2 separate regions of the Xenopus tropicalis genome follow, and region 1 is linked to region 2. A link is a contact called in public Hi-C data. All regions are on one chromosome and are shown on one strand. Each heading gives the region's core, a stretch centred on a gene start, on an enhancer-like site or on the middle of the called end of the contact. The rest is flanking DNA. Distances are from core to core; before and after follow the strand shown.

Region 1 (2,700 bases), core at 37-2,536, 100 kb after region 2:
GGGGGGGGGGGGAAATCTTAGTAGTTAAAAGCACTCAATGTCTAACTACCCACCCCTGCAGGTTGCATTTACATACATTGCTAATTAATGGCCCCCTGCATGGCAATTTTATGTTTCTGGTTTTAAAGGGTTCTGATGGCAACCCTACACCGGGCCCATTTAGGCTCACTGCTTATTTAGTTTCTTAAAGTGATATTTATATAGATTGTATTTATATAGATTGTAAGCTCTACGGGTCAGGGACCTCCATCCTCTTGTGTCTTTGACTCCTAACTTATTGCAACTGTATCTTATATTTATTTATATTGATTGTTATACATTGTATTTATCTATTATCTTAATAACCCTTTGTTTGTATTAATGTATTCTACTGTACAGCGCTGCGTACATAAGTAGCACTTTATAAATAAAGATATACATACATACAATACATACATATTCTTAAGGTGACTTGACCTTAATCAAACATTATTTAAAAATGTCACTGTCTACTGGGAGGGCTTTACAGTCTTAAGCTGGCCATACACACACAGATATATATTGTTTTGTACAATTTTCGGACCATGTATGGGCTCTAAATTATCGCCCCGTTAATTTTCATACCATGGTGGTTGGTCGTTTAGTCAGTCGGACAGGTTAGAAAATTTGGGTTGGATAATGATAAAATCTGTGCATGTATTTTTCTTGGGGGACCTACAATGCATTTCCAGAAAGTCACTTTTGCACAATTGGCGTCTGTCAACTATTTCATGTTCAGAACATCCTCCGATGTTGTTATTATTAGGGCTGTATCCTACAATTTCAGTATGAATGTTAGTTTTAGATTGTTGCATTTAAACGTATGATCGATATCCGAATGTTCAATGGAAGAGGACTAAAATCTGAATGTGTATGGCTACCTTAACGTGCTAAAAATGGTGAGGGCACCAATTAAATCAATGTGGACTTAAGGTGTTGCGTGCAAATGTCACCATAAACACAATTAGTGCTTGTGTACGCTGAGCACTTTCCAAACACTGGAGCACACTTTTTGCTTTACTTTAAAAGCGCCAGTGAATGGTCCCCCTTTCGGCCTTGGTTGTTAGCGGCCACTTTTTACATATGTTTTGTTAGTAAATATTTACAGGTTAGGCCAAAAGGTTACTCGTTAATATGTGTAAATTGCACTCAGTACCAATTAAGGATGTGTGAAATTGCAGTCATTTACATCCATTAGGAGATAAGAATGAGAAGATAAACTGGCAATGGCGGCTGGATTCTCTGTTTTCCAGCTGAGTGTGCAGCTGGGAGCCTATCTCATTGAAATCAGCCCTGGTTAAAAGGCAATCAAATTGAAATTAGTATCACAAAGGAGCAGGTTAATCTGTTCACAGCTAAGACAAAGCAAACACCTTACATGACAATGCCGGGTTGCAGTTTCTAGCACAAATTTACAAATGACGTCGATGCTGAGTTCAATTACTGCTCCCATGAAAATCCGTGGATTAAAGTTCATGCCGAGTGAAGTATAACTTCCTATACTTTGAGAGATCTTGAGATTTGCCATGCAGAGCATGCTGTTTGGGGAATCCAATTTTCCGTTTGCGCCAATAACTTCCAGGTCAGGGTTAAAGCAAGTAGTGATAAGGGCAAGATAAATGGGCTTAACTGCTGGAGGAACAGTATCATGTAGCTTATCTGCTCACAGCACTCCGTGCAAATGTATGGTTGGCAGATGTCCCTAATTTTCAGGGACAGTGAATATTTGGACCCTTTGTAGTTTTTGGCCTCAGAAATATCTTTTTTTTTGTAAATGACCAGCTACAAATAAGTATTTCAGTGGTCCTAAATGCCCAAACAATTAGCTCTCAAAGGTTTTTTCAAGTATCCACTAGCTAAAGTATTGGGCAGCATTTTTACCCCACATTGAAATGCATCCTGCCTGCATATATGTAATTACTAGGTAGAGTATGACTGCTGGGCAGAGCTGCCATAAAAAATCATGGCGCCCAATACTACTGAATTAGCAAGGCTGTCCCGCCAGTAGCAGGCCCAAGTTATTAGGCCACCATCTGTCTGGGCCTCTTGAAATAAATTCCATGCCTGGAATCTACCCCAAACCATCCCCCAACACTCCCAGCCCATTCTTGGCCTGTGATTGAAACCTTTATGTCCCTTAAGGCCTCCCTTTATAGGCTGTTGCTGGAGAGCTACAGTTTAGTAGATGAAAAATGCCTCCTACATGCAGGTGTTTGAATAGAAGTTTATTGAAATACACGCTAAATGCAATCAAAACATATATGGCATTTAATTGCCTTTTTTAAAGGGAAACTATACCCCCAGATTAAATACGTAACCAATAGATATTTTCTAGTGGTCTATTAAAGAATCTTACCAAACTGGAATATATATATCAGTAAATATTTCCCTTTTATATCCTTTCTCTTGATCCACCATTTAGTGATGGGCTATGTGCTCCCTCAGAGATCAGCTGACAGGAAATAATGCAGCTCTGTAACAGGAAATAGTATGGGAGTAAAAGACACAACTTTGCCCATTTTTTAGCTGATGTTGCCTAACATGTATGTCTGGCCTTGTTTTGTTTGTGTGCACTGTGAATCCTATGATCCCACGGGGGCAGCCATTAGTATTTCAAATGACAATTTCCCATTTAGAATTACCTTAAGAAAAAAGTATATTTTGATGAAAACGGTTTATTTA
Region 2 (2,700 bases), core at 181-2,680:
TCTTAACCACAGTAATGCTATTGCCTGAGACTATAAGAATTGATGAGCATTGGCTGAAAAATGCTCTTTTCCACCAAAAGAGGGCGACTAAACAGCATATTCCTTTAAAGGAATTTTAGAATTTGTCATGCTTATCTTATGCTTTTCCCCATTAGGGGAGTGCAGAGTTGTATGTGTTATATTCATGCCATGTATTTGGGCACAATAGAGACAATGGTAGAAATCTGACATGTTTTTAGCAGCAGAAAAGACTAAGGACTGATATTACTCAATATACAAACAGCAATGACCTGAGCTTCAATTCTACAGTACTTTATACTGGGATTTATATCACACAGGACTGGTTTAAGATCAGAAAGAGCATTTAACGTGAACCCAAAATCTGAGAGCGTAAATTATCTACATGGCATGGGGCTCAAATGGTTTAGGTGCCCTGCTGGGCAGTTTCAGATAAACATGATAGTATAATGCTGTCCATACACATGATGACAACATTGGGCTGGGCAATACCAGGCTAATCCGATAATTTGGCCAAGGGATGATTTTTGGCCAGATATCTATTTGGAAGGGCCCATACATGGGCAGATAAGCTGCTAACTGGGGGGGGGGGGAAGATTTTTTTAAAGTGAGAAATTAGAGCTCACCACAGTAGAATTCCAACACACTTCATTTCTATGGAATTTTTTTAAAGGTGTATCTATCACGTGGTGAACTCTAGCTTTCACCTATTGATAAATGCTCTAAAAATCTCATGGTGAGCTTTTATTTCACACTGATAAATTGGTCCCTAGGTCTAAAAGCCAAATCAACAGCTTAAATCTTCCCTTGTATGATGGCCTGCTTAACATAAGAGTAACTAGACCCGGCATCTGTGAGGGTAGGCATGGCAGGGAGACTAGCAGAAGGGGAGATCACGATTACATGGGTGGTATTTCAAGTCATGCCCTTATACTTAGGGTGAAGCGTGCCTATATTTTCTTGCTAGAGGCCTGAGGATAGGGGGAAGGAAGGCACCTACTTTTGCCCTGCACTGCCCCCCCCCCCACCCAGTCTTGTTCTGAACCCATTAGTTAAAAATGTTATCAGAGATGGTACAAAATACACAGTGGGGCAATGTGTAACAGCTGTATGATACGCTTACTATTCCTTTCAGAGATGTTCAACCTGTGCCGATCAACAACAGCCAGTGGGCCACAGGTTGCACATTCTTGCTTTATATGTTTTTATTTCTCGAGCTGGGATCCCCAGAAGTTGCCCTGATATCATGAGTTATTTAAAGGTTTTTATTGGAACAAGTATAAAAGGAGAACCTTGGTGACAGTTGTTTTCTTATACAGAGAATCTCAAACATGGGCAGAGATCTGTGGAGGGCTGGGCAGTTTAGCAGGGGGCTAATGTCCTGCTGGGCTTGTGAGATTGTAATGATTTTGGCCACTGTGGGAGGTCATCTGTCCATCACTGAGATAAGTACTCTAAAGCCCATGGCTACTGTATTACCATGTGGGCTAAGTACCGTCAATCACTGGTAAAGTCATCTCAGAGTGAGTGATTGACAGCTCTGCTATTCTATCAGACCTGCAGCAGCTTCAACTGGCGAGGTTCTGAGCCCTGACTGTATAATATATATATATAGCAAAAAGTATCCGGTACCGCACTCACAGGACTTATTCAAAGCTCACAAAATTTATTAGAAAATTGTGTCTAACGTTTCGGCTACCACTGCAGCCTTTCTCTTCTCAGTCTTTGAGAAAGGCTGCAGTGGTAGCCGAAACGTTAGACACAATTTTCTAATAAATTTTGTGAGCTTTGAATAAGTCCTGTGAGTTCGGTACTGGTTACTTTTTGCTACATTTATTCGTTTTTGGACGGCACCCAGGCATCTCTAATCTTTTTTAGCGTGAGTGCCTGTTGCTACATTTTGTTGATATATATATATATATATATATAAACTGTAATGGATCACTGATTCTATCTATCTATCTATCTATCTATCTATTATTTGACTAATCTATTATCTTTCTTTCTTTAACGGGTTAAGGGCTTGCAGGGTGTGGGTGGACCATGGGTAGGATTTTTTTAATTGTTACCCCATTTTATTGTTGCCGGGCCAGGGTCGGACTGGGGTGTGCAGGGCACACCCTAGGCTGCCGCCCCCGAGGGGTCCTCACACCCCACCTAGAGTGCACATACATTATACTTATCTTGGAAGGGATCAGGTCTGGGTTGGCGAGACCCTGGGCAGGGCCCACCACACAGGGAGCCCAAGTGACCAAGTTACTAATAATTATTGCCCCCTGGGTGAAGGGCCCTACTAACTTTGTAGCATGCCAATAAAGAAATGTATGTATATATGCATGTATGTATGTACATGCCACAATGTATGATTCTTTTATACTTACATCCAGCTCAAACGTCTGAAGTGCTGTTCTGTAGCCCCCCGAGACTGGGGGAAGCAGGCGCAGAACCTCTTTCACCACACAGTCCAGGTAATGGAGGCTCTTGAGCTTCTCTAAGCTGATGTTTTGCTGGCAGGTTCCTTCAAACACAGAATTCTGTAGCTTGCCTGGCACTGGGGAGCAGTTGGACTTATCATGGCTGCAGGGTGCCTCCTGGATTCTATTTTCTCCATTAACGAGATTTTTACTTGATAAAGAATTCTGTGGGTCTTGATCAGTTCTATCAGTGAGCAGCTGTTTAGTC

The links. Hi-C and Micro-C count contacts between places; a contact is called where the count stands out from the background.
Region 1: a contact with region 2 is called in a Hi-C map of neurula embryo, with 2.5 times the contacts expected there. The contact joins two enhancer-like sites. A contact is called at or near these places in 3 of 5 Hi-C or Micro-C datasets (brain, gastrula embryo and neurula embryo).

The regions. Positions count from the first base shown.
Region 1 is chr7:25,427,540-25,430,239 of UCB_Xtro_10.0, forward strand. The region is part of intron 15 of exoc6 (exocyst complex component 6); the gene reads right to left. Among named protein-coding and RNA genes, the nearest start is that of exoc6, 80 kb to the right of the region's middle. Within about 2 kb of position 1,287, at least 2 of the 11 cell types and tissues checked have an H3K27ac peak or open chromatin away from gene starts, as enhancers often do. A contact at or near this core is called in neurula embryo, where this site is marked.
Region 2 is chr7:25,324,276-25,326,975 of UCB_Xtro_10.0, forward strand. It overlaps cyp26c1 (cytochrome P450 26C1), which reads right to left. Exons shown (of 7, transcript XM_031905723.1): 6 at 2,400-2,700. Among named protein-coding and RNA genes, the nearest start is that of cyp26c1, 11 kb to the right of the region's middle. Within about 2 kb of position 1,431, at least 1 of the 11 cell types and tissues checked has an H3K27ac peak or open chromatin away from gene starts, as enhancers often do. A contact at or near this core is called in neurula embryo, where this site is marked.